4 separate regions of the Sus scrofa genome follow, and regions 1, 3 and 4 are each linked to region 2. Evidence: chromatin contacts called from public Hi-C data. All regions are on one chromosome and are shown on one strand. The core of a region is the stretch at or near the end of the contact, and the rest is flanking DNA. Distances in the headings are between cores, read along the strand shown.

Region 1 (5,851 bases), core at 1,742-4,241, 180 kb before region 2:
TCTAAGGAATCTTGGCCAAAAACTGCCAGGAGATGGGTCATGAGCAAGGCGGCCGGACACTCACAGCATTGCCATTAGCAGGGGCCTCTCTCCCATTCTCCGCCTCCTCCACGACTTCCTTCTTCTCTTTTAAGTCCTTCAAAAAGGAAGAGGAAACACCAGTTAAGTCTTCTGAACAACTCGGGGCTGGCAAAGAAGCCCAGGGCCCAGGCCTACAGGTAGGAAGGATGCAGTGATCCGGCCATCCAAAGCTGAAAGCCCAGTTACAGGTGAGTTACAGGTGGAGGGAGGGACCACAGAATACTAAGTGTACCTGTGGTCAGGATTTTGTCTCAAGTCAACTCTTCAAAAGCAAACACTCTTTCTGAAAAAAAAAGCCCACCACGGCTATCCCCACCGCCGCTTTCCTCAAGCTTCTTAGGAAAGGAGCCATGTGGCACCACAGCCCGAAACCTGTCTGGCCGGGCGGACAAGCCCAGGAACACTTCACTCACGCACTCATCACAGACTTGTTTCCAACCAAGAGTTGCTCCGCCTCTCACAAATCCTTCTTGGAAAACGGGAGGTATGTGCCATAAATAAATAAGCCAACGAGGGGAGGGCCCTGACACTGCGGGCGGACTCCCGTGGGCGGACGAGCCCGGGAAGGGAACCGGAGGGAGCCAACAGGCCAAACTGGGGAGGCCGCTCCACCAGCCAGAGGCCCCGCGGGAGAGCAGCAGAGCGCGGAGACCCAACCCTCGGTGGTCGAGACCTGGCAAGCGCGGGTTTTCCGAAGGAACCCGAATCCCACCAATCCTCCCATACCCAACAGCTGGCCCAGGCGACGCTCTCCTGGGCCGGAGGCCTTCCCGAGCTCAGAGGTGCGCTGCCGGGAGCACGGGAGCGCCCCATTTCCGGCCCGGCCTCTCTCCTGCGCGTCCCCGGGTCAGCTGTGTCCAAGGGACCGCGCCTCGGGTTCCAAAGGGGAGCGCCGCCGTGGGCGCCCCAAAGCCCCGTGTAACTGGAACTTTTCCCACCCGGCGCGGCGACACTCCGTCGCCAACACAAACAGGCATCGAGCGGCCCGGGCTCGGGGCACCGCTCCGCCGCCACGCAGAAGCAGCCCCACCACGGCACCTGCGGGCCCGGTTCTCCCCGAACGACCCACGAAGGACCCCGGCGCCGCCCGCTCCCGCCCCCTGGCGGCCGAAGCCCCGGGGAGCTGTGGGGGCGGGGAGGTCGCGGCGCGCAGGCGCGCACCCCCGCCCGGCGCGCTTTGCGCGGGCCTCGGCACGCACCGCGCGCGCGGAGCACGTGGCCCCGGGCCGCCGAGTGCGCCCCTGACCCTGGAGACCTGGAGCCCGCGGACCGCACTGGCTCCGCCGATCGCGTGCGAGTTACTCGCCAGTCTTCCCGGGCCTCTGGACGCACCCCCAAGCAGGCCTAGATGCGCGGGCCTACGTTCCTGCATTTGGCGGGCAAAGTCCCGCGGGAGGCCGCCCCGAAGTCCGCGGGGCTCTTGTGAGTCCCGTAGCCCGTGGCTGGCGGAGACGCGCTCTACGGGGCTATTTACTGCTCCTAGCGGGAAATCACCTAGAAGGAAAGCGAACGCCCGCGCTGGGGAGGACCGACCCTCCCCTTCAAACTAGTTCCCAGGCTGGGCCCAGAGGGTGCTAAAGGGAGCCCCCTGCCGAGATCCGGACCCCAAGCTCCGCTCCTCCGGAGGAGTCGCCCCTGGGGAAAGACCAGAGGTGACGCCAGGGGCACAGGGGTTAAGGAGACGCCAAGGTGACTTGCGTCGGCACCCGCAGGGGCACGAGAGGAGTGCGCACAAGGGCCGAAGGGTAAAAAAGCGGTCCCGCCTCAAAGTGCCGTGCTCCCGCCGAGGGCGGAGACACTCCCCAGGGGAGACAGCGGGACCGACGCGGCGCGCAGGAGCGGAGCTGCGCCAAACGCGCAGGACCTCACAACCGAGGGCAATGATTCCGCAGCACCGGGGCCCAATAACTCCTGGACCCCGCAAAGAGCCAGCCGCGGCCGCAGCTTTTGTTCACCGGCTTAGCCCCCGAAGCCGCCGCACATACGGTGCCCCCCGGCAGCCGCGGGGGGCGCCCATCATCGCCCCGGCGTGCCGCTCCTTCACTTTCCGTTTCCTCCCCTCCGGCGCGTGGGCTCGCCGCCTCCTCAGCCCAGCCCCGCACCGCTGGTGAATTATTGAAACTGGGCGGCTGCTCCCGGCACACTCCCCTACCAAGACGCCCACCCCCGCCTCCCTAAGGGCACCCAGGGCGGAGAAGACCTTCACACCTCCGCGGAGACAACCGACGTCGCGGCCCGCCGGCCCACACCGCCTTATCACAGATTAGACCAGATAAACCTCCTCGGACCCACTACTAGGCGCGAAACAGGGCGGCCCGGAGCCGAACAAAGAGCAGCGCCGCCGGCGGGCTCTCGCCGCGGAGCCGCCACTTCCCGCAGCCGGCCCGCGCCGGCACACGCGCCCCCCCCCACTTCCGATTCCAAACGCGCTCGAGTTTCAAAGTTATTTCCGTGCGCCCCGCGGGCCGACGACCCTCAGCCGGGCCCCTAACCTCTCGCCGCCACTCAGACGAGTCACAAACAAGTTTCGGGAGCCCTGCAACAGCCTCCCCTAGAGCCTCTCAGCCGCCGCGCCCGCCCCCCCGGGTCCCTGAGGACCCCGGGCCCACTCCCCGACGGGCATCACGCTTGCCCGCGGCGCTTCCCACCCCCTCCCCCGCACACACAAAGAGTGGGCTGCCAAAGGGCCTAGGACGGGGGCGCGCGGGTTACCCGCAGAAAAGAGCAACAGCGGGGTCGGGGCACCCAGCTGCCGCGCGCCAAACACTATTCCGGCGGTGGCGACGCGCGGACCCCGAAGGGGCGGGCGGCGTCTAAACTCACCTTGGTGGTGATCTCGGAGCTGGTGTCCACGGCCGCGTCTGACATGATGGGGCACGCCGGTGATCCGATGCAGCGGATAAAAAAGGAAGCGGGAGTCCAAGGACTCTGGCGACAAAGCTGCCGGAGTCCGCGGCGGCAGAAGAGGCGCGCGGCGGAGGCGGCTGCGGCGAGCGGAGAGCCGGGCACGGGAACAATGCAAAGATGGCTTTTCAGACCAGCCAGTGGGGAACTCACGCGGCGCCAGAACCTTTAATATAGATTAGTGGGCGGCGCTCGGCCTCCCTTGCCCAAATACTATTGGCTGAGAGCAGGGAGCGGGCGCTCGCTCATTGGCTCGATTCCGAACAATGGGCAAGCGTGCTTAAAGCGGCAGTGCCTTGGTGCGTCCCGCGCTGCGCAGTCGCCCGCCGCACTGTCATTCAGGGTCTGAGTTTGCCGGGTCTCAGCCGCACCATTGCGGTGGGGGAGGGGCGCGAGCTCGCGCTCCGGGTGCGCGCTCCCGTGGCTGTTTTGCTGGGGCTGCTGACGCAGAAAGCTGAAGCGCGGCAAAGCTGCCCGCCCAGCCCCCCGTCCTCACCCCTCCCCGCGGCTGATCGGAACGAGGGGGAGGGAAGAGGAGGCGGCGGCCGGCGCATACGACGGCTGCCAGCGAGGGGGAGGGGAAGACCGGGTGCTGGGCTGTGCTCTCCCCGGGCGGTGCCCTGCAGGGTGCCTGTGGAGATGCCCGCCGCCCGCCCCGTGCCTTGGCACATTTCACCAAGAATTGTCCCTGCGCGGGTCCGCGAACCCCACGACGAGAGATGAGGGCGTGAGGCTGGGACCCGCGCACCTGGGCCACCCCGCCCTCTACCACGTCTACTCCCTCTGCCCTGGGCGCCCTGAGTCTTTGGGGAGGGAGGAACCCCGTTGCCCACCACCAACCCCGGCATCCATCACCTAAGCCAGCCGACGAGCGGGCTCTGTGCCAAGCACGCACACTCGGGGATTCGTGCTTCGAGGGGATTCGAGGGCCAGTTTGGGCTCTGCCCTCGAGCAGCACAGCCCGCGGGCCTCGCATCACACCTCGGGCCCCGCACTTTAGGATTCTGGTTTGCGCCAGCTCCGGGCGGTCATTGCCGTCGCGACAGCCTCTAGGATCCTTCCAGGGCCCGGCCTTCGAGTCTGTCCCTCTCCCACCCTACTTAAGGCTCTGCGGAGGGCATGTGAACTGCAGGCACGTGAACTTATTCATTGCTGGGGCGGGGGGCGCTATTGAGGGTAACAAATCTTCGCTTAGTCCCGCTGCTCTAGTCCTTGGGGGCTCCTTGAAGTTTGGGGCGCCATTTAGGGAACCACGCGGAGCCCCGAGATGGGAACCATCAAGACGCCACACTCAAAATGGCGTTGGGCTCGGCAAGCGTGGCGTGACGTGGCGACCTAACCCACGCAGACGACCCGCAAACCGTAGGCTACGGTCTCCTTATCACCAGTGCACTTGGCTCTCGAACTGAGAGACCAGCTGTATGGGAGAAAAGATTAGAATAAGTGAAAAGACGTTCCAGAAAAATACCTGTGCCACACACAAGATGGCGACAGATAGGGTTCACCTCTGTGTTGCCAGAAGGGGGCGCCCGACACGGAAGGCGGGACTCCCGCGAAACGAGACCGCACTGGCTGAGAGTGGCGGGCGAACACAAAGTTGACGCTTTGCGTCCTGCCATTGGCAGGTTCTGCTGTCTGTCTCTAGGGGCCGCGGATTTGGGAATGGCGAAAACCCGGAGTCTGGGATCATGGTGAAGGGACGGATGCCAAGTCCAGCAGTGCTTGAAGTCTGGGGCCAGAGGAGAGGCTGAGTGGCTCGCCCTTCTAGGTTTTCTTAGGTCAGGGGCCAACTGGCCCCACTCCCGCCGAGAGACCCTCTTAATTGAACTCACCACGCACTCGCCCGGCTACTTCTCCGGGCCCCGGGCTCCACTGCCCAGCTGGGAACGGGCGCGCGGTGCCGGGGCGCCACCCGAGTCTGGGCCCCCTCCCACTCGCCCCGTCCCTCGCGCGTCACTCCCGCATCCCGGTTCACATCTGCCAGTCCGGCCCCTCGCCTGTGGGGACTTTCCCGAGCGAGCTGCCCTTCGGAGAGAAAGAAGCCTGGGCTCCTTGTCCTTTGGTCGGGAGGAACGTGGGGCAGGTGCTGGGCAGGGCAGGGGCACCGGGCCACCTCTCGCTGCCCGGCGGTCGCCATCCCGCTCCGGGTATGCAGCGGCGGAGGGGGTGCCCGCTGGGTCCCCACGGCGGGCCGGAGGTGGATTCTCCTCAGGGTAGGCGCGCGCGCCCATCCAAGGGACTCGCTGTGCTGTCCCTGAGGACCACGCGTCGCAACCCTTTGTTCGATCCCCTCCCGCCCGCCGCCAGTTGCCTTAATAGCGACGCGGACTTGCGGCCAGGAGGAAGGGTCTCCTTAACCACCGCTGCCCCCACCCCTCCTCTGCGCCTCGTTCTCCGAGGGAGGGTAGAAGAGCGCCTTCTACCTGCGGCGCATCCATTAAGCTCTGGTTACCCTGGAGGAGATTGTTTATCCACAAAACCCGGATGCAGTGAGAGCTTGTTCTCTGCCACAATTAAGTGGCCTTGGGCAGTCGTCTCTGTGTCCGCAGCTGGAAACTACGTGACTGTTGTGGATTCTGGCCGTTAAGGGGGTGGGGTGGGAGGTAAACCTCCAGGGAGGAACTGGATGAATGTGAATTTCCCTCGAAGAACTGCTATGCCTGACCCTGTTGCTGTGCAGCTGGCTTTGTTGGAAGCGGGAGAGAAAGGTTCATGCCCAGCATTCCTGGCTCTGGAATCTGCATTTACCTTCACCAAGCAGCCACTGCGTGCCTGCTGTGTACATGGCAGTGAGCCTTTGGCTCACACTTCAAGCATTTGCACTTATTCTCTGCACCTTGCAAAGGAGATAGGACAATTGTAGGGT
Region 2 (6,068 bases), core at 2,837-5,336:
CAGCTCACGGTAATGCTGGATCCTTAACCCACTGAGCTAGGCCAGGGATTGAACCTGCAACCTCATGGTTCCTGGTCGGATTTGTTTCCACTGCACCACAACGGGAACTCCAGGAATTACTATAATTCTCACAGCCAAACTCCATCCATTGAATAGACATTTACTAAGCAACTTTCATGCACCAGAAACCACCTGGGCATCTAAGAGGCACTGAGCCAGCTTGGCAGTAAGCCCTGTCCGCCCAGAGCCTACATCCTGGCTTACTCTTCTGTGTTAGTTACACAGGTACACTTACCTTTAGTCTCACATTGGTCTGGACCAAGACCAATCCTTACTCAATCTTGTCCTCTCTTCAAGCTTCCATCCCTCCCTCTACTGGCTCCTTCCCCATAGGTTATAAGGAAGCTCATCTTTCTCCCTGAGGTGTGACCACTCCCTCTCCCAGCAGAGCATCCCACAAGGGCCCTGCACTTAGCACTGCCACTTCCCCATCCACAGCAGAGTGGCTTTTGCCCCCATGACACTGGTCAACATCTCCAGTATCTCTCTCTCTTTTTTTTTTTTGTCTTTTGTTGTTGTTGTCGTTGTTGTTGTTGTTGTTGCTATTTCTTGGGCCGCTCCCGCGGCATATGGAGGTTCCCAGGCTAGGGGTTGAATCGGAGCTGTAGCCACCGGCCTACGCCAGAGCCACAGCAACGCAGGATCCGAGCCGCGTCTGCAACCTACACCACAGCTCACGGCAACGCCGGATCGTTAACCCACTGAGCAAGGGCAGGGACCGAACCCGCAACCTCATGGTTCCTAGTCGGATTCGTTAACCACTGCGCCACGACGGGAACTCCTCCAGTATCTCTTAATACAGAATCCAGGAGGCCTTCTCAGGCCTCATCTTATTTGACTTTTTTGTAGCATTGGACACCCACCGTTCTTTCTTCCCTGGGCTTACCAAACTCCCTTTTTCTAGCTCTCCTTCTGCCTCTGGGCCTTCTCTCACCCTAGATGTTTCCCATCACTGGGCCTGGGCCTGCCCAGCCCTTCTCCTCTCCTCACTCTGGCTTCTCTTCTAGGCTGGTCCCTCACACCACCTGTGTCTGCAGTCATGTGACCACCTCCGCAGAATCAACTGCATAAGTGATAGGTATTCCTTGTGCACTCAGTATGTCCGAAACTGAACTCCCCCAAACCTGCAGCCCTGCTGGTGTCACTCCACTTGCATATACACACTCAGATACGGAAAATAAACGAACCTTTCTCCTTCTCTACTCACCAAGTCTGTCAATAGTAACAATAGCTAATGTTAACTGAGAACTTATTACACATCTAAATACTCATAACAACCCCCAAGTTAGGTATTGTTATCCCCATTTATGAAGAAACTGGGATGACAGAGCAGGGTCTCAATTTAAAACCTAGTTCCAGGCGTTCCCCTTGTGGCTCAACAGAAACAAACCTAACTCGCATCCATGAGGACGCAGGTTCGATCCCTGGCTTGGCTCAGTGAGGTAAGGATCTGGTGTTGCTGTAAGCTGAAGTGTAGGTCACAGATGCGGCTTGCATCTGGTGTTGCTGTGGCTGTGGTATAGGCCAGCAGCTACAGCTCCTATTCTACCCCTGGCCTGGGAACCTCCATATGCCACAGGTGCAGCCCTAAAAAGACAAAATAAGTAAGTAAATAAAAATCCTAGTTCTTAGCTATGTGACCCTGAACAAGTTCATTTACCTCTCTATGCCCCAATTTCTGTAAAACAGTGGTACTTTTTTTCTAAGAGTAAATTAATTTGCATATGTATATAAGATACACAGATACATGCCCATAAAACTAGAATAGTGCTTGGAACTTCGTAAGCATTATATAAGTAATAGCTGTTACTATTTTTCTATCCCAGACTGACTCCAGCGCAAGGCACTGGAACACTAAGCCATAATGGCTTTCTCCACTGTTCCTTTTACCTAAATAGTTCCTTCCTTCCACAAATAATTTTCACCACTATGTCAGGCAATGTTTAAGGCGCCAGGAATACAGCAGAGAACAAAGTCTGTGTTCTCCTGGCTGGAGAAGGAGCAAACAGACAATAAACAGCCAAGAAAAATGCCAGGTAGTGGTAGGTATCTCCAGAGGATTCAGTGATATAATAGGGAGCTTCTGGGTGGCACTTTTTCTTTTTTTTTTTGGCATGAGGAAATTCCCAGGCCAGGGACTGAACCCTGGCCTCGGCAGTGACCCTCACCAGAGCAGGGGCAACACCAGATCCTTAAATGCTAGGTGGGGGGCACTTCTCACTGTAGAGTTGGGAAAGGCCTCTTCAGAGGTGGTATAAACTGAGATCTGAATGCCAAGCCAGCCATGCCACTATTTCTGTAACTCATCCCTGTCACTTGACCATGCCCACTGCTTATCTCTCCAGCCTCTTTCCAAGCGTGTGCTAAGCTTGCCCTGTGCCACATGGCTTGTAAACACTACAGTCATGGGGTTCCAGTTGTGTCTCAGTGGTACTGAACCCAACTAGTATCCATGAGAACTCGGGTTCGATCCCTGGCTCTGCTCAGTGGGTTCAAGGATCCAGCATTGCTGTGAGCTGTGGTGTAGGGCACTGATGCGGCTCTGACCCTGAGTTGCTCCAATTTGATCCCTAGACCTCGAACTTCCACATGCAAAGGTTGTGGCCCTAAAAAGACAACAAAAGAAAAACAACCACTGGGCTCTTACTGCATTTCGCCATGCTTTGGCTTATGCAGTTCTTTCTGTGCCCCCATCCGAGTTCAAAATCAGAAAACCTTTCTCACAGATCACGAGAAAGAAGGGTGCAGACCATAGAACTGGCCCCAGCCTCTTTGCTGATCAGAGAGCCCCAGTGGGTATCTGTGGGCTTCCTTTTCATTTAGTCTCAGGAGAGTTCTAGTAAGAATTGCAAAATAACTTGATTGCTCACAAGAATCCCCACAGGCCCTTGTTAAAATACAAAATCCTGGGCCCAATCCCAGACCTCTTTAATTAGAAACTCCAGAGGTGGTTCTGAACACTAGCTCAGTTGGGGAAATATCATCATAGCTGAAAGTATCCCAGTTTTGTTAACAGTTAGGTACCAGACGCCCAGGACGGAATCATCCTACCTGCACGGGCTCTAAACCAACGAGAGTGCTCTGGTTTTAAGTTTGACACTAAGTTTTGCCACAATGACCCATCTGAATAAATGGCAAAAGCACAACGCAAAGGCAATCTTCCGTGCCTTCGCCAGGGTACCTTCCTTTGACTGTTTTGTCAGACTCCTGGACCATCTGCTGACACTATCGTAGCAGCCACCATTTTTTAATAGGTGCTTTAGTCCAAATAACAAAGAAGAAACTTTTGAGTGGCTAAAGGCCCTGCTCTGCGGTTGGCTTGACCAACAACTTCTCCCCACCCTATCCCGGTGACCACTGAGGTGCTCCCTGTAGAGAAAACTATCTAGTGCAAGGTTTCTTGAAATTGAATACTGTTTTCTCGCTGCTTACAGCAAACTCCAGCGGCAGCTTCAGGCACGTGGTCTGGCTGGGAGTCCCTTTGGAGGCAGTCTCAAGCACACAGGGGCTTTCTAGCTCCTGGTTCGTTAGCGTGCGGGACGAAGGTGGGCCCTTAACGTGGGTGGACCCTAAATTTCCGGGGGGCTCATCAGCGGATAAAAGGAGCAAATTCTTATCGAAGAGTGCGGACCGGGGCCGCGCATGAGGCCTCCCAGGAAGCGCAAGACCTCTCTAGTAGAGAGGGTCCCAGACAAGTTCGGAAACCCGAGGCCATCCATATTCAACGCCCCGAGTTCGGGGAACAAGCGGCGCCAAAAATGTCCGTCCCACGGCGCAAGCGCCGAGAGCGCGGGCAGTGGATGGGCACTCCGGGAACCGCGCGCCCACGGTCCAATCAGCGCTGCCCTTGCACAAAGCGGGTCCCGCCCCCAGGGCGCCGCCACGAATCCCCTCCCCCTTCTCTGGCCTCCTTGGCCCGCCCACTCCCGCCCGCGCCCCGCCCCGCGCCGTTCTCGGGTAGAGGATCGCGATTGGCTTGTGGGAGGAGCGCGAACTCTGGTTGGTCGAAGCGGAGTCACGAGGTGCCGTCGTCGCCTTTCCAGAGGCGATTACTGGGCAGGCTCAGTCTTTCGTCTCAGTCTCGAGCTCTAGCTGGCAGCTAAGCGTACGCGCTCTGGGATCTTCAGTTCTAGTGGCCGCCATCGAGGTTGCTTGGGTTCCTCTGGGCTCACCTGCGCCACTCGCCAGCTACACACTCCGCCGCCATCATGGTAAAGCTCGCAAAGGTAAGAGGTTTTGTCGGTGCGAGCACGGACATTGAGGCCTGTTTTCCGAGGAGAGCGCGCGCGCGCGGCGCCGCCAGGAGGGCCTGCGCGCCGTCCCGGGCGCGTTCGAGGGCGCCATGCTGCGGGAAGTCTCGCGCGATTAGCTGGGAGGTCTCGCGGCTCTTGGCTGCTTGATGGCGAGGTGAAGAGCTTCAGCAGGTGTCGCGAATGGTGGATATGGCGGGGTGGGACTTAGGGGTTGAGAACGGGGAGGGGGCTCTGGGCCTCGGAGTGAACGGATGAGGGCAAACTCCTGCGACGGGCCGGAGCAGCGCCCCGCCTCCGGACGCACGTGTCCCCATGCGCGGCCCGCCACGTGGGCCTCGCCGCTTGGGTCCCGGTGCCTGCGGAGGGGACTGGACCCTCGGGCGGGGAGCGGCGGCCCATGGGGTCTTGGCTCAGACCGGGCGGGCGGACTCTAGGTGGTCTCCAGGAAGGAGGCCCTGCCGCGTGCTTTTTGCGCCAACCTGTGCGCCCATGGTGGCCTGCAAGTTACTCCACGTGGTCCTGCGGGGGCTGAAAGGGGCGGGGTTGATACCTCGGGGAAAGACTTAGTGGAAGATTAAAGGTTAAGATGTGAATTGTTTAAATTTTTTTTTTTTTTTTACTTTTTTGCCGCATCGGTAGCATACAGAACTTTCCTGGGCCAGGGATTGAACCCGCACCACAGCAGTGACTTGAGCCACAGCAGTGACAATGCCAGATCCTTGACCCGCTGAGCCACCCGGAAACTCTGTGCAAATTCTTTTTTAAAGGCTGCCTTAATTTAAATCCAGATGAGGGGGGTGGAATTAAGTGCCACACTTTAACCCCAAGGATTTTTTTTTTTTTAAGGTATTTTCTCCTGGCTGAAGGGCTATTCATACTTGCGGTTACAGAGGTCTGATTGTAGGCTATATGAAAAATTTTTTGGCCGTTATTCAAGGATCTGGGGGTATAGTTATAAAACGGGTGCGCTTAGGGAAGGCAGCAGGGAGAGGGAGAGTGTTTCCTTGACTTTTTACCTAAGGTTGGTATTTGTAGAACCTGACAGGAAATATGCGGGGAGTTTAGAATTTGTCTACTAATATTAACATTGATATCAAGAATAGTTTTTGTGTTAATTGTATTTAAGTATGAAAAGGGGGTTTTAAGCAAGATGACTGCCATTTTACTATGAAGAATGGTCAGAAATGTGGAAGGTGTAACGCACTTATGTTTGTGTCTGTTTTAGGCCGGTAAAAATCAAGGCGACCCCAAGAAAATGGCTCCTCCCCCAAAGGAGGTAGAAGAAGACAGTGAAGATGAAGAAATGTCAGACGATGAGGAGGATGATAGCAGCGGAGAAGAGGTACTCAGTGCCGAGTTGTCTTAAACTATAAAATGGAGGATGGGAGGAGTTGGTGTTGAATATCTGAAAATACTGGCAAGTCTCGGGTTATATTCATAACGTGTACTGTTGTAAAGGTTGAGTGTTTCCCAAACTTTTTATTGACCTGTCAGGATACCATAAGGCAAAGTATTGGAAAGAACTTGAGAGAGAAAAGGCCTGGAGTTTTCATGTGCCTCCTGTAGGATTTGGTGTGATTATATTGGATTAAGTCATTGCAGGTTTCCAGTTTCAACATGTTAGCCATATATACCAGATGGAGAAACAGCCCAGACAGTTAACTGTCCCTCAAATGCCAGCTCTGAGCATTATATACAGGTCTGAGGTTAGCGTTACCAGATTTCTCTCTTAGCCCCCCGCCAAGTAGGATTAAT
Region 3 (5,947 bases), core at 1,810-4,309, 250 kb before region 2:
AAAAAACCCACACACACCAGTACAAGTCTAAAGAGATAAGCCACAAACTTGGAAAAGATATTTGTAAAGCATGTATCAGACAAAGAACTCCATATCCAGACTATATTAAGAGCCACAAATTGGGAGTTCCCGCTGTGGCACAGCAGAAACGAATCCGACTAGGAACCATGAGGCTGCGGGTTCGATCCCTGGCCTCACTCAGTGGGTTAAGGATCAGGCATTGCTGTGAGCTGTGGTGTAGGTCGCAGACGCAGCTCGGATCTGGTGTGCTGTAGGCTAGCGGCTATAGCTCCGATTCAACCCTTAGCCTGGGAACCTCCATATGCCTCAGGTGTGGCCCTAAAAAGACCAAAAAAAAAAAAAAACCCTACAAATTAATAAGAGGAGAATCAGCCCAATTTAAAAACTGGGCAAAAGACATATGAAAAAGTGCTCGACACCAAAGACAATGCATATAAAAATTAGAATAAGATAACCACATTTAGCCAAAATAGTTAAACATTTTTAAATTGACACCACCCTGTATTGTCAAGGATAAGCATCAACTAGAACACTCTTGTGTTGCTAGTGAAGGTGAAAACTGGTACAAATACTTTAGAAAACTGGCAATATCTACTATTGCTGATCATACGCCCTCCACGCAAGCCCTCTTGTAGACACAAGGGCAGGGGTCCACAAAAAGAAACAAACAAGAACGTTCACTGCAGCTTTGTTACTAAAAGCCGAAAACTGGTAACTGAAAATCTAAATGCCCAGGAACAGCAGAGTAGATAAATAGTGCTGCATACATACAATGGACTACTATTCAGCAATTTGTTAAAAACAAGCTATGACTACATACAACATGAATGCATCTCACAAAAATATCGATGAATGCAAAAAGTCAGACTCAAACTGTATGATTACATTTAAATGAAATTCGAGAATAGGCAAAAGTGATCTGTCAGAAAAGACGTAGATGAGGATGCAGTATTGACTGAGAAGGGAAATACAGGAGATGCTGGAAATATTCTATACCCTGATTGGGGGGAGGATAATACATATGCATGTGGAAAAAACTGTTTTCTTGCTATATATGTTATCCTCATGAACAAAAAAATGTACAGATAAAAAAATTTAACCTAGAAAAAATTCCTATCCCTGCCACTGGGGCCTCTAGAGCATTCTAACCGTCCTTTCTTTTGTGCATTTATCACAGCCCGTCTTGAATTTCAGGGGAGCCTATTTCCCTAACTAGATGGTTATCTTCTGCTAGCAGTGATCATGTCTTTCACTTTCTACCAGCAGAGAGCCTGGCCAATAATGAAAACTGAAAAAGCTGTTTGTTAAATTACATGGAAGGAAAAATTGGATGAGTTCCCAGGTGGGTAAAAGGGAGACAGGAGGAGGGACGTAGGCCTAGGAAAAGAGACAGCAGATCTCCAAGGAAACCTTAGCTTACACTACAATTTTGCCTAGTTTCTGAAATCACATTAAATGTCACCTTGAATAACAAAGAATAAATAAAACACCAGGTCTTATCTGGACTGGGGATAAACAAACGTTATCCTCCTTCACTTGTAGGAAATCCACCAAATAAATGCTTACCTAAGGTCGAGTGAAGAAAAACACACAACCTAAAAGTTGTGAGTTATGTTTTATTTCCGGCAGGGGTGCGATGGGGTGGGGGGACTTATTGAGGACTATAGCCTGGGAGACAGCCCCTCAGATAGCTTTGAGGAACTGCTCCAAAGAGATATGGGAGGAGCCAGGATACACAGTTTTTTCCCGAAAAAAAAATGAACATTTAGTCGAACACAAAAGAGCACTGCCAATCACAAAAACTAGACATCTCGGATTAATGATTAATGCTTTTCTATGAATGGGAAGAAGCAAGAGTCTGGGCTCATTGAAATTATTCCTTAGATATGCATCTTAACTATGTAGGGCAAGTATCCTGTTTTCCTCCATGTATCCTGAATTCACCTCTGAGCCCATCTTCCGGGGTGGCTTCAGTGGCCAGTGGCTTGATAGTGGGTAACATTCATTGTTTACTGAAATGGCAGGCAACATTTTTTATTCCCACTAACCTCTGGGTGTTTCAACCTGAGTGGGAAAACTTCACCAAGGAGAATATTAAGATAGCATAGCCATGCTGCTAAAAATATCACCACCCTAGTGTAGAGCAAAGAGCCCAGACTACAGTAGACTTAAGAGCCCAATCCTAACTCTGCCCCAACTTGCTGTAACCTGTGAACAATCTTTTTGCCTCTTTGGGCCTCGGTTTCTTCATATGTAAAACAGGGGCTGGATTAGCAAATTCTCCTAAGCCTAACTGTATTGATATTCTGAGTTCACAATCCATATCTCTTCCAGTCCAACGCAGGAGCACAGCAGAGACCTCTACAAAACACGTAAAAGGCGCCCCAGGCCAACGAGCAAGCCTGATTTCAACGAGTCATTTTGTTATATTAGCTTTCATGGTTTAATCAGTGTTTTGGGGTTTGTTGTTTCAGGCTTACCATGATTTGCAGGAGATTTCTGAGTTCCATGTAAATACAAGTTGTCTCTCTGTGGGCTGTCATCTTCTTTTGAGGTTGAAGAGGATCTTCCCAAAGAGTTTCAAGTCTCGGGATTCAGAAACCACCAAGCCTACAGGCAGATGTATGAATTTGCGCACACTGCGCGGCACACTGGAATCTAAGTTACAGAGGACTAGGGTGCAGGGAATGCTGGGATTTGCAGTCCCTGGGCTTTTTGTTGCGTGCTGGGATATGTGGTCCCTCGGACAACCCCCTAGAATGCTGGGAAGTGTAGTCTCCGCCACATCGCACAGGGCAGCCTGCCGTCATCTCAGAGCCCTACTGTCCCCAGCCGCAGGAGCAAGCCCCTGGAGCCTCTGCCGATCTGAAGCCAACCCTCCTCTGAGGCAAACTCTAGGCAACCACACCGAATGAAAAAATCTGTCCTACGGGACTTCCCGGGATGGGCCCTTCCCATTGACGCTCTTCGTCCCCCTGCGAAGCCGCTGAGTGTTTCTATTGGTTGATCAAGATGCCAATCGCCAAGACGGGCTTTCCATTGGCTTCCGGGCGGGCGCTCCGCGGCCAGGGGGAAGGAGAAGGGATCAGGAGTGGGAGCTGAGGGGAGGGAGAGGCGGGTCCGGGTCTGGTCGCAGCCGCTGCTCGCCCGAGGTGTCCAGGCCGGCTCGGTCCTCGGCTCCTGGGCACCATCTGCGAGGCTCCGCCGGGCCAGCGAGGGAGAGCCGCAGGCGGCGGCCGCCGCATCATGTCAGCCAAGGACGAGCGGGCCAAGGAGATCCTGAGGGGCTTCAAACTGTATCCACCCGGGAGCGGGGCGGGGCCGGGAGGACTTGGGAGGCGGCCGCTCGCTGAGGAGACCGGCCGGGGGCGGGGGCCGCACCAGGTGGGCACCCGGGAGGGGGCGGTGGGAAGGGAGGGAAGGAAAGGCGTCCCGGGTCCCCGGCGGGACGGGGCGCAGAAGGCGCGGAGAGGGACGTCCGGAGGGAGGGAGGGAGGGGACGTTGACGGGAGCCCCGGGGTTAGAGGCGAGGAGCCCCGGAATTGAGCTTAGAGAGGCGCAGGGCGTCGGAAACGGGTGTCGGGAAGGCGCGCTTGGGTCCGAGAAGAGAGGCCGGGAAGGAGCTGCGGCCCGCAGGCAAGGGCCGAGGGGGCGCGGTGGGCTGGCCTCGAAGCCCAGCTGCCTCTTTGGCGGGAAGCCCACCCGGGCAGCAGGGAAAAGTGACTTGGAGCGAGTGACCTTGTGTGGGACAAATGCAGAAGCGGGTATCGAACTGTCTCGGGTTCTCCCATCCCATCCCACCCCACCCCACCCCCCGCGGCTTGTTTCCACAACTTCTCTTCCTCACTTGTGGCTCCTTCCAGGGCTGGAGAGGCAGGTGCGGCGGGAGAAGTCTGAGATGGACCTCATCTTAACTCTGTCTCGGCCCTTGGAGGCATTGGGCGGTCGCTGCTTCTCCCTTAGCTCCTCAGTTTTATTTTCCAGCGAAATAAGGGCCCTAAATTTGTGTGTGTGAGATGCGGTGCGATGCCTCGAGGTATTGTGGTTTTGCACTGGGACTCCTGGCAAAGGCTTCTGCTCCGTCCAGTTTGTGTGGTTAACGCGTAGAGCTGGTGGAGCTGTCCAGCAATTATTTGATTACGTTGGGGACACCGTAGGATTTAGTAGGATATAGAAATCATTGCCTCAGGCCTGTTACGGTGCAGCGGGTGCAACCTTCTCACTGTCGTGAGGCTTGGTGTTTTAATGGAGTGTTAATCTGTGACCATATGATGCAGATGAAAAAAAAATGCAATCTTGTCCATTCCAATTTTACATTTTCCTACTGACCTTAATCTCTTCCTATACCTACCATATGGAACATGCTTAAATTCTTCTCTCAGTGAAGATGTAGTTACCATTTAGGGCACCTCCCCTGGAGGTTTAGTCAATCCCTGTTCTCTGAGCTGACTCTGTGTTTTCACAATGCCCATGTCACCCCTGCAAGTTTTAATTGCTTTGTCATAATCAGAAACCAAGTATAAATTTTAAAACACAACAGCAAAAAAGTTACAGGAAGTTTCGGATGTATAAATGAAATTTTTCAAATAGAAGCTGATTTGCCATAGGCGTTATCACCTTTGCATACTGCCGTTCATGATAAACTTCCAGCAGTTTTATACAGTGAAGTTTAGTAACAGCCTCTTATAGGTCCATATACCTTTCCGTGTTCCTCTTCACAGTAGCGCCTATAAGTAGATAGGGGTGGCTGAAGTGTTAGAAAAGCTATGACATGGACTTTATTTTTCCCTTAAGTAATGTATTTTGTTATGTAACATTTATGCTATAGACAGTAAACTAGAGACTATGGAGAATTGAGAGATTTCAGAAGCAATATTTTTGTCTGATTGGAGTTAACATTTTACTCAAAGTAAAAAAGAGTCTTTTTAATGGCTTTTGAACAAAGCAAAGCAAAAGAGAAAGTTTGAGCTTCTCACTTTCAGTCTTTGCTCCGAAACCTTGTTCAGAAAGAAAGAGGCTAAGAGAGGAGTTCTCTGGTGGCCTAGCAGGTTAAGGATCTGTTATTTTCACTGCTGTGGTTCAGGTCAGAACTTGGTGCGGGTTTGATCACTGGCCCTGGAACTTCCACAGGCCATGGGCTTGGGCAGAGAGAGAGAGAGAGAAAGAAAGATAAAGGAAGGAAGAAAGAAAAGAAAATATAAGAAAAGAAAAGGGCTAAGGGACAAATATGGAAAAACATAGAAAGCAGAACCTGTATCATCCGCTAGAAAGGAAGATGAATTAACCAATTAAGTAATGACTTCAGTGTTTTCTGGGAAATTTTTTGACATGGGCTGATTAAATCGCAAGGGAAGCAGCCAATGAAAAATGTTAGCATGGGAGCAATGGATGCTCATCCTCCCTTTGCCTTCACTGGTATCTGAATTAAGAGTGAAATGGAAAGGAGTTCTAGAATTTGTTACTACCTTCAGGAAAAAATAAAATTAGTGTTTTAGTAGGAAACTACCTGACTGTTGTCCATCTTTTCTTGGATAAATTGTCTTTCTGAACTTTCTTTCAAAGTATCTTTTTTTCTGTAGGAAGAGTTTTTACTATAAAAAATCTCCAAATCTCCATTATATTCTTCTACCAACAATGTTGACAGTGCTTGTTTTCCACATTGACTATGTTGTTCTTTTTTATTTTTACTGATTTGATCAATAGATGATAGCTTGTTTTAATTTGTATTTCCCTGATACCTAGATCCCTCAAGAGGTAATATAGGCTAGTGATTAAGGGCTGTACTGGTCTATAGAGCTATTCTGTCTGAATTGAATTCCAGCCCTGCACACTTGGTGTGTATCCCTTATGTTGCCATAATTTCCTCATCTGTAAAAAGGGATTAAAATAGTACCTTATCTCCTAGGGTTGTTGTGAGGATTAAATA
Region 4 (6,155 bases), core at 2,107-4,606, 250 kb after region 2:
AGGAAATCCTAAACAAAACAAAAAGACAAACCATAGAATGGGAGAAAATCTTTGCAAGTGAATCGACTGACAAGGGGTTAATCTCCAAAATTTATAAACACCTCCTACAGCTCCATACCAAAAAAACAAACAACCCTATCAAAAAATGGGCAGAAGATCTACACAGTTTTCCAAAGAAGACATACAGATGGCCGAGAAACACATGAAAAGATGTTCAGCATCACTCATTATTAGAGAGATGCAAACCAAAACCTCTATGAGGTATCACCTTACACCAGCCAGAATGGCCATCATCCAAAAGTCTACAAACAATAAATGCTGGAGAGGGTGTGGAGAAAAAGGAACACTAGTACACTGTTGGTGGGATTGTAAATTGGTGCAACCACTGTGGAAAGCAGTATGGAGATTCCTCAGAAAACTAAACATAGGACCACCATTTGATCCAGCAATCCCACTCCTGGGCATCTATCCAGGGAAAACCACCACTCACAAAGACACATGTACTCCAATGTTTATTGCAGCACTATTTACAATAGCCAAAACATGGAAATAACCTAAATATCCATCGACAGAGGAGTGGATCAAGAAGGTGTGGTACATATACATAATGGAATATTACTCAGCCATTAAAAAGAACGAAATACCAGCATTTTTAGCAACATGGATGGACCTAGAAACTATCATGCTAAGTGAAGTCAGCCATACAATGAGACACCAACATCAAATGCTTTCACTGACATGTGGAATCTGAAAAAAGGACAGACGGAACTTCTTTGCAGAACAGATGCTGACTCACAGACATTGAAAAACTTATGGTCTCCGGAGGAGACAGTTTGGGGGGTGGGGGGATGTGCTTGGGCTGTGGGATGGAAATCCTGTGAAATCAGATTGTGATGATCATTATACAACTACAGATGTGATAAATTCATTTGAGTAATTAAAATAAATAAAAAATAAATAAAAAATAAATTTAAAAAAGCCAAGGAAAGGGGACAGTGGCCCGATGAGGCCCAGGCAGGACACCCACCCCGCCTGCCACCTCTCAGCCCGCCAGAGACACAAGGAGCGAGGAGAACTGCTACAGTCTGAGGACCGCCCACCTCTCCAGCCTTTCTCTGGACCAGCCACCAGCCACTGTCCCTGTCCTGGCTCCCTTCTACCACTTCCCCATGTTAGGCACCCCCAGAAGTGAACTGCCCCCAACCCCCCCTTACAAAAGGCTCTTTGATGATTCTAAGCCCCCTGGTGTCCTCTCCTTCCCCTTGCAGGCAGACTGAACTCATCATACTTAGTCAGGGCTCGACCTCCTTCAGGAAGCCCTCCAGGAGCCCACCCCTTCCCTCCCCACCAAGGCGAGTCTCTCTTCTCTGAGGAACCTCCTTACACTACATTTACTTCTGCTGTTATACCTATTACCCTGTTTATAAAGGCAGGGTGCTACACTTAAATTTTCCATCTCCAGAACCTAGCAGGGGGCCTGGAAGGTTGACAGGCACCCAAGACGTTTGACAAATAAATGAAGCCCAAGCAGAAGGAAAAGCAATTTTGAAGGCCCTGGAGAAAACGCGGTTGTTCTGAGAACTCAAACTCCTTCCCACCTCAGGGCCTTTGCACATACTGTTCTCACTGCCTGTAACACTTTTCCCCTCTCTTTCTTCACCTGGCTAACTCCTGTGCTTAACAAGCATCACTCCCTCAGAGAAGTTCCTGGTGACCATCACTTGAATAAGATTCTGTTATGATCATCTGTCAGTGAATGTGAGATGTCATTTTACTGCTCCGACAATCTTAGAAATTACAGGACTTTCCGTAGACCTTTATATCATAACAGGTCATTTACTGAGGGCTTATTGTATGACAGGCAACGTGCAAAATGCTTCACTTTTTTTTTTTTTTTTTTTTTGTCTTTTTAGGGACGCACCTGTGGCATATGGAGGTTCCCAGGCTAGGGGTCCAATCAGAGCTGTAGCCGCCGGCCTACGCCACAGCCACGGCAACTCGGGATCCAAGCCGCATCTGCGACCTTCACCACAGCTCACAGCAATGCCAGATCCTTAACCCACTGAGCGAGGCCAGGCATCGAACCCATGTCCTCATGGATGCTAGTTGGATTTAACTGCTGAGCCACGATGGGAACTCCCAAAATGCTTCACATTTAATTTTCACAATAAACCTGACTGATGTATATCATTTATATTCTCCTTTGACAGATTAGGCAACTGAGGTTCAGAGGGGGTTGAGATGCTCCCAATAACTCAACTAGGAAGCAAGTGACAGTGGAAATTTAAATCCAGATTGATATCAACCTCTACACAGTATTACTCCAAAGTCTGGACCATATGAATCAGAATCACCTGGGATGCTGTGCAAATGAAAATTCCTAGCAAGTGGAGTTCCTGTTGTGGCTCAGTGGGTTAAGGATCAGGCTTTGCCAGTGAGATCTGGTGTAAGTAAGTCAAAGACTCCATCTGGCAGTTGCTGTGGCTGTGGTGCAGGCCAGCAGCTGCAGCTCTGATTCAATCCCTAGCCTGGGAACCTCCATATGCAGCGGGTATGGCCAAAACAAAACAAAACAAAATACCAGAAGGAAAGGAAAATTCCTAGCATCACTCTGCTCCTACTAAACACAGTGCCCAGAAATTGTTTTAAACAATCTCTCCTGATGACTTTTAACGCACATTCAAGTTTGAGAAGCATGGCTCTACTTTATGCAAAAACTAGAGAAAACTTCTTCAGACACTCCTGACGGAGGGATTTCGGGCCTACGAGCTGGATGAAAAAGGGAACTGTGGGATTTGTCTGAAAGACGAATTTGCATAGCAAGCATCCCGGTTTAGCTTAGACGGATGAAGTCTGGACTTCATCGGGGTGCCTGGGGAGAAGGGTTAGCTGATAGATAACGAAAGGGATGGATCTAAAGGCCCCAGGCCACATTCTCGAGCTGTCACTACCCAGCTGGACGACCCGGACCCCTTCAAAGATCAGGGAATACTTGTGGGAAGCAGCCGGGACTGTCCTCGGGATGTCCCGGCGGCCGCCTCAGGCCCACGCCAGAGTTAAGAGCCCAGGGCAGCAGGCGAGAAGTGAGGGCACCCGGCAGCGGCTGCTGAGTTGGCGCATGGGGAGAAGGCTCATTAGAGCCTCGGCCCTCGGATCCATCACCGCTCCTCCCGCCCGGGGACGTCGGGCTCGAGAGCGGCCCGGCAGCGTCCGGGGACGCGCTTACCTGCTTCGCCGCCGCGGGAACACGCGCCGAGTCAGCTCGGCCACCACCTCTCCAATCGTCACCCCGGCAACCGCCGCCGCCAGCCTGGCATCACGTGGATCCGGGCAGCCAATCACAGGACTCGACCTGCGCGGAGCATCCTGGGACAAAAGGCGTCCCGCAGGTTCCAGGCCTCAGCAAGAAAGTGTGGGCTTTCGCTTCCGGTTGTGGGTGTAAGTTGCTGGACCGCGTCACCCGTTCTCCTCGCCACAACTTCCTATTGGTTCGTTTCCACAAATATTGCGCGTGGTGTTGTGCCTGGCTCTGGGGATGTGCCTTGCTCGACCGCTGTCAACCTGTAACTTCTAGGAGCTCGGGTAAAAAACAAAACTGGCAAGAGATTATAGTGAAGTGTCTGCTTTAAAAGATAAGGCGGGAGTTCCGTTGTGGCTCAGCGGGTTAGGAACCCTACATAGTGTGCGTGAGGATAAGGATTTGGTCCTTGGCCTCGCTCAGTGTGTTAAGGATCCAGCTTTGTCCCAAGCTGTAGCTTAGGTTGCAGATGCCTCTGGGATCTGGTGTTGCTGTGGTGTAGGCCTATAGCTGCAGCTCCAGGTTGGACCACCTAGCCCAGGAACTTTCATATGCCAGCAGCTGTGGCTGTAAAAAGCAAAAAAGAGAGAGCGAGTGATTAAGAGAGATTTCCTCCCAGAAAAGCTGAGTTTTTTTTGGTGGAGTTTTGTTTTTGTTTTTGCTTTTTAGGGGCACACCACAGCTTTTTGAGATTCCCAGGCTAGGGGTCCAATTGGAGCTACAGGTGCTGGCTTACGCCACAGCCACAGCAATGCCAGACCCGAGGCACATCTTCCACCTACACCACAGCTCATAGCAACGCCTGATCCTTAACCCACTGAGCAAGGTCAGGGATAGAACCCGCAACATTATGGTTCCCAGTCGGATTTGTTTCTGCTGCACCACCACGGGAACTCCCGGAAAAGCTGAGTTTGATCACTGCCCAAAACTCAGGATGTGTGGGGGCTTCAGTGCCATCTATCTTCTTGGCTCAGAGTCCATGTAGAGATTGAAGAACTTTGAAGAACTGTGTCTTTGTATCTCTCAAGGGCTGCTTGAGTTCTTGGAAAAAGAACACAGGGGTTGGGAATGTGCAGCCCACAAGAGAGGTGTCAGTGAGCAGGAAGGCAGGGGAGGCCTGCAAATGAGGGAGATGAGAGTATCCACCTTGGCCTTGGGTCCTGTCCTATCTTGTCTTGACCCAGGGACCTGAGTCACATCACAGCCATCGATAGTTCTTTTTTTTTTTTGTCTTTTGTTGTTGTTGCTATTTCTTGGGCCGCTCCCGCGGCATATGGAGGTTCCCAGGCTAGGGGTCAAATCGGAGCTGTAGCCACCAGCCTACGCCAGAGCCACAGCAACACGGGATCAGAGCCGCGTCTGCAACCTACACCACAGCTCACGGCAACGCCGGATCGTTAACCCACTGAGCAAGGCCAGGGACCAAACCCGCAACCTCATGGTTCCTAGTCAGATTCATTAACCACTGCGCCACGACGGGAACTCCATCGATAGTTCTGTGTCTTGCACGAGGTTGGTAAAAGACCCAGGCCTTAAAATGGACTTCCCAAAGGGCAGGCCTGGACTCAAGATCTTTTTTTTTTTTTTTTCTTTTTAGGGCCGCATCCAGGGCTTATGGAAGTTCCTGGGCTAGGGGTCAAATCAGAGCTGCAGTTGCAGGCCAGTGCTGGTAAGTGCAGCCTACACCAAAGCTTGAGGCAGTGCCTGATCCTGAGTGAGGCCAGGGATCAAACTGCATCCTAATGGACACTAGTCAGGTTTTTAACTTGCTGAGACACAACCGGAGCTTCCCAAGATCATTTCAAAGCAAGTCAGGTCCTGCAAGAAGTCAGCTGGGGCCTCATCAGTAGTGATATTCCTAGGTACACACGTGCTTTTTAGTGAGCAATATCACTGATTTCTAAGCACGTTTAAAAACACACACTCTGGAGTTCCCGTCGTGGCGCAGTGGTTAACGAATCTGACTAGGAACCATGAGGTTGCGGGTTTGGTCCCTGCCCTTGCTCAGTGGGTTAACGACCTGGCGTTGCTGTGAGCTGTGGTGTAGGTCGCAGACGCGGCTTGGATCCCGTGTTGCTGTGGCTCTGGCGTGGGCCGGCGGCTACAGCTCCGATTGGACCCCTAGCTTGGGAACCTCCATATGCCGAGGGATCAGCCCAAGAAATGGCAAAAAGACAAAAAAAAAAAAAAAAAAAAAAAAAAAAACACCCACACTCTAAGCTCTGATGTGAGCACAAAGGGTGGTAAGTTGGTTTGAACCAGAAGAGTAGATGCTATTTAAGTGGTTTCCTGGCAGGTCCACGGATCTTGAAGACCCGCAAGACATGGCGCACCAGGAACATCTCTAGTTCTGCGGCTCACCCTGTTACTAAACATTTCCTGGCCTCATTGTTGTCTCAGCCTAAACACTGTCCCACTTGCCCCCCACACCAACTTTTCACTATGATTACTGCTTCCAAGGTGAGACCTATGGCCATGAGAAGGTGTATGTGAGACGAAGTGACAGCTGGGCTACTGAATAAAGTTGATTAGGGTATTCCTGCTGTGGTGCAGTGGATTAAGAATCTGACTGCGGTGGCTCGTTGTTTTTGGAGGTGCGAGTTCAATCCCCAGGCGGGGTACAGTGGGTTAAAGGATCCGATTCAGGAGTTCCCGTTGTGGCTCAGTGGTTTAAGAACTCAGCTATTATCTAAGAGGATGTGGGTTCAATCCCTGTCCTTACTCACTGGGTTAAGGATCTGGTGTTTCCGTGAGCTGTGGTGTAGGTTGCAGATGTGGCTCAGATCTGGTGTTGCTATAGCTGTGGTGTAGGCCGGCAGCTGCACCTCAGAGTCAACCCCTTGCCTGGGAACTTCCA

The links. A called contact is a pair of places that touch in the nucleus more often than the background predicts.
Region 1: a Hi-C map of liver shows a contact between it and region 2, with 3 times the contacts expected there. The contact joins the promoter of PTMA here to the promoter of NCL in region 2. A contact is called at or near these places in 3 of 5 promoter capture datasets (fetal liver, fetal skeletal muscle and liver), 5 of 47 Hi-C or Micro-C datasets (epiblast stem cells, heart right ventricle, liver and 1 more) and 1 of 2 datasets of contacts at active chromatin or transcription factors (alveolar macrophages).
Region 3: a contact with region 2 is called in a Hi-C map of liver, with 9 times the contacts expected there. The contact joins the promoter of PDE6D here to the promoter of NCL in region 2. A contact is called at or near these places in 3 of 47 Hi-C or Micro-C datasets (liver and skeletal muscle).
Region 4: a contact with region 2 is called in a Hi-C map of skeletal muscle, with 10 times the contacts expected there. The contact joins the promoter of ARMC9 here to the promoter of NCL in region 2. A contact is called at or near these places in 1 of 5 promoter capture datasets (fetal liver), 3 of 47 Hi-C or Micro-C datasets (heart right ventricle, liver and skeletal muscle) and 1 of 2 datasets of contacts at active chromatin or transcription factors (alveolar macrophages).

What each region holds. Positions count from the first base shown.
Region 1 is chr15:132,353,698-132,359,548 of Sscrofa11.1, reverse strand. It overlaps PTMA (prothymosin, alpha), which reads right to left and starts at 2,991. Exons shown (of 5, transcript NM_001160086.2): 1 at 2,905-2,991; 2 at 65-136. The coding sequence starts at 2,949.
Region 2 is chr15:132,172,232-132,178,299 of Sscrofa11.1, reverse strand. It overlaps NCL (nucleolin), which reads left to right and starts at 4,086. Exons shown (of 14, transcript XM_021074959.1): 1 at 4,086-4,286; 2 at 5,539-5,655. The coding sequence starts at 4,269.
Region 3 is chr15:132,423,790-132,429,736 of Sscrofa11.1, reverse strand. PDE6D (retinal rod rhodopsin-sensitive cGMP 3',5'-cyclic phosphodiesterase subunit delta) reads left to right here and starts at 3,059. Exons shown (of 5, transcript XM_003483755.4): 1 at 3,059-3,317. The coding sequence starts at 3,268. It overlaps COPS7B (a long non-coding RNA gene), which reads right to left and starts at 2,714. Exons shown (of 7, transcript XR_002339490.1): 1 at 2,502-2,714.
Region 4 is chr15:131,925,843-131,931,997 of Sscrofa11.1, reverse strand. It overlaps ARMC9 (lisH domain-containing protein ARMC9), which reads right to left and starts at 3,356. Exons shown (of 24, transcript XM_021074827.1): 1 at 3,227-3,356.